Regions from separate parts of the Gossypium hirsutum genome. Here region 1 is linked to region 2. Evidence: chromatin contacts called from public Hi-C data. All regions are on one chromosome and are shown on one strand. The core of a region is the stretch at or near the end of the contact, and the rest is flanking DNA. Distances in the headings are between cores, read along the strand shown. Region 1 holds the start of LOC107919998 (probable linoleate 9S-lipoxygenase 5). Region 2 has its middle 5.9 kb from the start of LOC107920813.

What was found. Hi-C and Micro-C count contacts between places; a contact is called where the count stands out from the background.
Region 1: a contact with region 2 is called in a Hi-C map of leaf, with 1.6 times the contacts expected there. The contact joins the promoter of LOC107919998 here to the enhancer-like site in region 2. A contact is called at or near these places in 21 of 34 Hi-C or Micro-C datasets (anther, callus, cotyledon and 5 more).

The regions. Positions count from the first base shown.
Region 1 is chrD13:37,928,889-37,933,217 of Gossypium_hirsutum_v2.1, forward strand. It overlaps LOC107919998 (probable linoleate 9S-lipoxygenase 5), which reads left to right and starts at 2,979. Exons shown (of 9, transcript NM_001327165.1): 1 at 2,979-3,282; 2 at 3,650-3,939; 3 at 4,027-4,267. The coding sequence starts at 3,075.
Region 2 is chrD13:37,860,933-37,865,154 of Gossypium_hirsutum_v2.1, forward strand. No RefSeq gene overlaps it. Among protein-coding and RNA genes, the nearest start is that of LOC107920813, 5.9 kb to the left of the region's middle. Within about 2 kb of position 2,204, at least 3 of the 9 cell types and tissues checked have an H3K27ac peak or open chromatin away from gene starts, as enhancers often do. A contact at or near this core is called in hypocotyl and leaf, where this site is marked.

The DNA of each region.
Region 1 (4,329 bases), core at 1,729-4,228, 69 kb after region 2:
TCATTTAATTTAATCTTATTATTCGAATTTTCTGTTTAATATCTAATTTCAACATATATTTAAAGATAGATTAAAAAGTTACACACACTCCATATCAAATCTATATTTATTTTCCTTGTACTAAGATTTATACATTGACCAAAAGTAGCTAATATATAATAATACAAAATGCCTACATGTGTATATCTAGTCTGAAAATTCAAAGGCTGCTAAGCAAGAAGGAAACGAACCCCATGTCCTCAAAAAGATAAATAAAAAACAAGCCAAATTGCAGATAGTGGGAGGTGATCAAGTATTATATATTTTATTATATTTGTCCCTTCTTTGTATTATCGATCAAACGAGCACTTTGAAAAAAAGAATAATCCATATACCTGCTGCCGGATTCGGAGATACCGGGTAGATGGGAAAAGTATCCCAAACACTATTGTATTAGGTGTCAGAAAATACGTAAATTTATGTAACAATTAAAATATTTATGGAACAAAAATATAAGGAAGAATAGTTTTACATTGATGTAACTGTATCATTCTCTAATTTTTAGTATGAAAATGATTTACAAATCATATTATGAGATTTTAAAATATTTATGTTTTAAAATTTGACGGTAAAAGTACCATCTAGGAGTCGGATTGCATTCTACTCTATTTGCTAAAAAATGAGTAAAGTAGTCCCTACAAGATAAATTAAAAAGCATATTGATCATTTTAATTAAAAATTTTTATTTATTTTTACTGTTAAAAACTAATATGACTGACGAAATAAGTAAACAATCACACATTACGTACGTACAAGAACTAGTTTAATAGTAGAAATGGATGAAATTTTTAATAGAAGAATTACTTTACTAATTTATTAAAATTTTTAGTAGAGGGATTTTATCAAATATTGAAAGAAAAAACCTGCATTTTGTGGCGCACACGGTATGTGAGAATAAACTAATCACCTAATTAACAATTAGTTCTCCGGATTTATATAATATTAAAATATAACATTTCATCCTAATCTTTTCTTACTAAGAAAAGAAGACATGTTTCTTGAAAGAATCCAATTCATGTCGAAAACTGAAACATGTCCTTTTTTTGGCTGCTTTTTTCTTTCCACAATTTAAGTTAATTTTTCTTTAATTTTCTGCAATCTAATGAAACAATTTAAGTACAATGTTTCTGAGTATAAATATATATAATTTCCTTTATTAAAACGAAAATATTGTTGATAAATACAAAAATTTTAACGATCCATTTAAATTATAAATAATAATTTGCAACGTGCATTTAAAAAAAAAGGAGCTGGAAACAAAGTCAAGCAGACAATAATGCATCGTACAATGACATTAGAGGGTTTCTTCATCTGGTCTTGGTTTCTATAAAATAATAGTTTGCACATTGCCTTCTTACTATTCTTAAATTATTATTTGGTTATCTTTTAATTGACTTAGTCGTCCACGTTTTCGGTTTTTTTTTTTTTTACAAATTAAGAAACGGTGAAACCAAGAAAAAAAAGGAAAGACTTTGTCTGTCCATCAAAGACGACTACAACTTAAATCAAAGTTTCTATTTTATATAATAAAAATAAAAGATATTCAATGAAATGGGTCATTTTGATTTCAGTAATCCTTTGTAATTAATACTTCTTTATTAAGTTGTTTTTAAAGAAAAACAAATAAAAACTATTCCGCTATTCAACTACTGCTCACTGTTTAAACAAGCCCTTAAATTATTTTTTTAGTCAAATAAGTCCCTATTTTATAACTTTTACGCCATTCATTATAGTGTTTTAAAGTAAAATCAATAAAAATTATATATACTTCTAACATCAGCCTAAAATTTAAAAGAATAATCAGAATTTTAAAAAGGAGTGATTAAGTGTGATATGTATATAAGTACCTTCAAAAAGTTTTAAAAATATTATTTTATTCTTATTTACTAAACTACTCTCATCAAATTCCTATTAGTTTAAAAATAAAATATTTTTACTTTAATATTAAAATCAAGGCCTGCTCAACTTAAAAAAATTAACATTAGTTTTTAAGTATATTATCCAAATGATTTAAAATAAAAGTTGTGTATGTTAGAATGAAAACAAGTAACGTTAATCAATTTTCTTTTCTTCAACTAAACAGTTTTACATCAAAAATTTAAATTTATTTACTGTACGCATGGCTCTAAATAACCCTTAATAATTAATTTAATTAGCTCATGACCAAAATTTTATGCTGATACTTTGATGACAAGCTTTCATACACCTTCGTCCCATCTCCTTCTAAAAGAAATCTAACTTTTGAATACAAGTATCCGTACTACAGCTCATCTACGAGTCATTAAGTGTATGGATTGTTGTTAGGTTATTCACTTTAACTCAACAGGGTGTGCCCCATTATCTAACTACAACTTATCAATGTTTATCACATGATACATTATCAAATTATATTAAGATTTATTCAAAGATTTCTCGTCTATAATTTTTCTTTCTTTATTACTGTTTTCACAAAATATGATATAGTATTTTAGTAGAATTCTTATACCCAATTTTATATTGATAAATACAATATCTAAAAATATCTTTCCCTGTTTCTAGATTACAATCTAGCTTGGGTCCATAACCCTAAACTAAAAAAAACTTATATGATTTTAAAAAAATTAAAACAAGGATTAACTAAGTTTTACTTAAAAAAAAAGCACCCATTAGATCCCACACTCAATTTATTTATATGAATTGGCTTCATAGATTTATATTTTATTTTGGGAGGGGTTCCAAAAAGGACTTGGCTTCATTGGTGAGTCATTTCAAAGAGAGAATATGAGAGAAGATAAGGTTAAAAAGACCAAAGTGGCTTAATTAAAACAAAAAGGTAAACCCAAGTCTTTGATTGTAAGGAAAATTAACAGAAACTACTACCCCCAATATGAACAGATGATGAAGCTTCCCAATAACCTCTTCTTCTCTATAAATACTCCTACAAAGCCCCAACCCCTTTTTATCTCAAGTCTTCACATTTAATTAAACCAAGTTTCGAACATATTCTTTCACCACCACCGTCCTTGTATTCCTTTTCCTTTTCGTGTTATTCGGAGATGCTGAGCCATTTGCTCCACGCCGTAGCCGGTGACGACAATGGGAACAAGAAGATGAAACCGGAAAAGATCAAAGGCACTGTTATTTTGATGAAGAAAAATGTTTTGGATTTCAATGACTTCCATGCATCTTTTCTTGATGGCTTTCATGAGCTGTTAGGCAAAAGAGTTTCATTTCAGCTTATCAGTTCTCAACATGTCGATGCTGGTGAATTCCTTTTTATTTTTGTTTCATCCAAGAAGCTGAAAAATAATAATATTATTTTATCAAAGCATATTTGTTATTTTGTCTCTTAAAGTCAAAACAAAAGCCTGCCATTGCTATCAATAGTTTATAGTTATTTTATTTTTCTTCATTAACGACCACTTCCCTTTTATACACTGACATGTACATATCATCTTTAACCTCAAGGAAATTTTTTATCATTGTTGATGAAAATATTGAACTTTTTTTTTTTTTTGAGCATAGAAAATAATAATGCAGTAAACAGTAAAAAATGCATTTTCATATGAAATGTCAAGCACTAATTAATATTAGTCCTAATCTAATAATTAAATTTGTTTTATATTTTTAGATAATGGGTTGCAAGGAAAGCTGGGGAAAGAAGCATATTTGGAGGACTGGAACTCTACAGAAACATCGGCAGTGGCCGGAGAATCTAAATTCGACGTTAACTTTGATTTCGAGGAGGAAATCGGATTACCCGGAGCTTTCCTCATTAAAAACAATCATCACAGTGAGTTCTACCTCAAAACTCTCACTCTCGAACATGTTCCAGGTCATGGTCGGTTTCACTTTGTCTGCAATTCTTGGGTTTATCCCGACAAGAAATACGATAACCCTCGAGTTTTCTTCACTAACAAGGTCAGTTCTTCGATTGTTTTTCTCTTTGGGAGTTTCAGTTTTTCTTTTGGCTAAAATCGTAGTTTAAAATGTTTGGTTTTTTTTTAGACGTATCTTCCGCATGACATGCCGAAGCCGCTGCTTCAATACAGAGAACAAGAGCTGATGGCCTTGAGAGGCAATGGCCAAGGAGAGCTTCAAGAATGGGATCGTGTCTATGACTATGCTTATTACAATGATTTGGGGAACCCCGACAAGGGCCCCGAATACGCCCGCCCGGTTCTCGGAGGTTCTGCCAAGTACCCCTATCCTCGTAGGGGAAGAACTGGTAGACCTCCGACCAAGTCAGGTGAGGATCCCATACCAAATATATGTGGGTTAAGAATGAATGGATCATTGAATTTGTTGTGA
Region 2 (4,222 bases), core at 954-3,453:
ATCTATGGATTCCCCTACTAGATTTGACTGTAATCTGATAGATTTATATCATCCTATTTCTAGGATTGCATGCAACTCCACTCAATTATGATAGATCAACTCTTAAACAGGGTCTATTTCTCCTCTAATTTAAGGACATCAAACATGGATTAATAATCCAGAAATATCAAACCAAGAATTAAGCACACATAATTGAGAACAAGATGCAAGTATTTATTGCGCAAAAATAGAAATCAAATAATAGAATCCATCCTGGGGTTCATTTCCTTAGGTATTTGGAAAATTAGTTCATGATAGCAAATAAAAACATTTCAAAGATAGTATAACCACAAGAAACAAAGAAATTCATGATAAACTTCAAAGAAATCAAAAGGAGATCTTCAATCTTGATGGAAATTTGCTTTAGAGTCGGCTCCAATGGTGTTTTTCGAGTTGTTTTCTTGAGTATTTTATGACTACTCTCTCCTCTCTTCTTATCTTTGTCATATATAGGTCTTAGAATGTTGGAAAACCTAAAAATTGCATTTTTTTTCGTGTGCTTGGAGTGCAAATCGTGATTTTGACACGGTCTGGCACATGGCCGTGTTGCAGCCCGTATGGCTCACACGGTCGTGTGCCCAGTCCGTGTGGCCCCTATACCTTGCTTCGATTTTCTGATTTTTGCTCATTTTTCGTTCCTTTTGCTCCCAAATGCTCTCCTAAGTATAGAAACATGAATTTAAAGGATTAAGAGCATAAAATTCACCATTTTACATCGATTAATCATCCAAAAATTCATTAAGAATGAGGCTCAAACATGTTACTTTTAGCATTTATCATCCGTTTCAAACCCTCGGTTTATTTACAACACACAAGGATAATCTTATAAATCAAGGCACGACCACTCTCAATTTTCAAAAACTGATTCTTTTAACCCGATTTTGAGGTGTAACAATTTTGACCACTACCATTATCTCTGCAAAAAAAAAATTCACTTCAACCAATAAAAGCCTACCATATGTCATTTTTTTTACCTACATCATCATTTACATGAAATTAAAAATATATATTAAAAATAATTTTTTTTCATTCTCATTCTCTCTCTCCACTCTTCTAAATTGATATTTAACTATTAAATTTAAAATTATTACTATTAAAAATATCACGTATGAACTTTTAATTGGCGGAACAAAATTAAAATATATTTTAGATACTTAATTTGACAAAAAAAGTTAAATGCCTAACTCAAAAAATTGGTATAATTTCAACGCTTATTGAATTAAGCGTTATTATTATTAGATAAACCATATTGGCGTGAAATCTATAACTAAATTGACTATTAATTTATGTAAGATTTCTGTACACCCTTATTCTATGTGAAAAATTAAAAATAGAAAATATAAAAAAATATTTTTTTAAGAAAAAAATTGCATATCAAGTTGGTAGTTTTCATATGAAATAATTATAAATTTGAGAGATAATTACTAAAAAAATAAAATATTATGTTAAATAATATTTATACCATTTATATGTATGTTAAAATGAAATAAAATTGCTTTTATCATTCTAAATTAGTATCAATTCAGTTAGAAATTTTATAATAATATAAATATATATTAATTTTTATCCTCTATTATTATTATTATTATTATTATTATTATTATTTTAACAATCTTATTATAGGTTCTAATTATATATTTTTTTTGATACAATACTTAAATTTACCTATAGTCCCTCCCCAATTCATTACTAGTAGGATAATGCGCTTCAACATACTCGAACCCACGTCCTCCTACATTGACAATAATACTTATATCAATCGAGTTAAGATTTAACCGGCATCATCTATTACTTTTTTATAGGTGATGAGCTTAAAGATAATTTTTATTCCTCTATTAGCTTATATTTTATTGAGTTTTTATTAGTTAATTTATACATCTCGTTTAATAAATCTAAAGTTTAAAATTCAAAAAAGAAAAAAGAAAGTTTGAAAAATTATGATTTTTTTGGTGAATTGAAAAATTATAATTTATTTTAGATTGAGTGATGCAAAAGTAATATTTTATTTTGGTCAAAGTGGTGACCAATTATGAAAAACCGATGGTACGCCACGACACGAATTTTGGTATCTCTTTCAATCCAATAAGCATCATATTGAATCAACAAGCACATGGGCTGCTTCATTACACAGCAAGCAAAAAAGTTGAAAGTGTCGCTAAACCAGCTTTTCATCTTCAATAATGGCTTCCATGGGTCCTAGCTTTTCATCTTCAATAATGGCTTCCATGGGTCCTCACTTTAGTCTTTGCTTTCGTTACTTCTTAATCTTAGGTTCAGTTTATTTGCCGAGAAAATAATTTAGTTTTTTGGAAAAGTTAATATTTTTTTTGTATTTGGATGAATTTGTGTAAAATATTTTCTATTGTTTGACAGATTTCCTTAAAATATTTTATTAAAGTTGTTTTCAATGAAACAAACATACATTTAAAATTTTTTTTATCTTTTTATTATTTAATTGAGTCTACTAATACCAATGTAAACATATTAATCCTCTGCCATAACTATTCTCACTTTTCTGCTTAATATAGAAAGTGCTAAGAGACACTATACCAAACAGGCTTTTAGCGGCGTTTGTACAAAAAACGCCGCTAAAAATCGAGCATTACCAGCGCTTTCCCAAAAACGCCGCTAAAGATCGAGTATTAGCGGCGCTTATAGGAAAGCGCCGCTAAAAATGATCATTAGCAGCGTTTTTCTAAAAAACGCCGCAAAAAACCTAAGCCCAACGGCGTCGTTTTCAAACCTTGTGGGTCTTTAGCAGCGTTTTCCAAGAAGCGCCGCTAATGCGGAGACCTTTAGCGGTGTTTTTGGTAAAGCGCCGCAAAAACATATTATGTATTTTTTTTTACTTTTTAATTTGTTTGTTTATATTAATTAAAATTCAATATATTTTTAATTGAATATTTGTTAAAAATGGATAAATTTGAAATAATGAGACATTGAAATAATTTGAATTAAAAAACATAGCAAAATATTTGTTAAAAATGAAAAAATTAAAATACTATTAATTAAAAATATTCTAAATTTTTTTGGGTACATGACTGATTTCTTTTTAATTTATATATTAAATAATTTCATATATAATTGTAAAGGATACAATAGTAATAATTTTAAAATATTTATTTTGTATAATTATCATTATATATAGTTTAATATATACACGGTTTAGGGTATATGGTTAATTTAGTAGTTAAGGCCAGTTTAGGAGTTACAATTTTAAGGTTTATAGATTACGGAATATTTAGGGATTATATATGGATTAGATATTCTAGTTTAAGGGTTGTGATTTAAGGGTAATGGGGTATAGGGGTTATGGGTTAGAGGTTAAGAGCTAGTTAGGGATTTAATCGGTTTATGGTTCGGTGTTAGGTTAGGGTTTAGGGTCTAGATTAATTAGTGTGTTTTATTTTATATATTAAATAAGGTTCAGGGGTTAGGGGTTAGAGGTTAGGGGCTGAGGGTTATGAGTTTAGGGTTTTAAGGTTCAGGGTTAAGGGTTTAGGATTTAGGGGTTAAGGGTCGGGTTAGAGTATAGTATTTGATTTAATTTCTGTTTTTAAAATTATATATATTAAATAATAAGGATTAGTAGTTAGTGGTTAGTGGTTAATTGGGGTAATTAGGGTTATGAGTTTGGGATTAGAGGTTTAGAGTTAGAGATTTAGGGTTTAGAGATTTGGGGTCGAGTTAGGGTTTAAGGTTTAGGGTAATTAGTATTTTTTTAATTTATATATTAAATAATTTTTATATAAGTGTGAAAGATATAAAAAAATTATAAACATTATTAATTTTTATATAAGTTTTCATACTAATTGAATATAAAAAATTGAGATTTGGCGGCGTTTATAGCAAAAAACGCCGTTAATATACATTCGAATTTTTGTAAACGGTGCCGTTTCATTAGAATAATTGAATTTTATAGTGGCGTTTAAGCCAAAAAACGCCGCAAATTTATATTCTAAATTTTCTATACGGCATCGTTTAATTTGAGGAATAAACATTTTATACCGGCGTTTTTCGAAAAAACGCCGGAAATATGATTTTAAATATGTCAAAACGATGCCGTTTACGTAAAGAATAATATATTTTTGTGGCGTTTTACTGAAAGCGCCGCAAGTATTTTTGACATTTTAAAAACAATAAAAAAATATAAATCTAAGCCTAACCATATTTTGGACTAGGT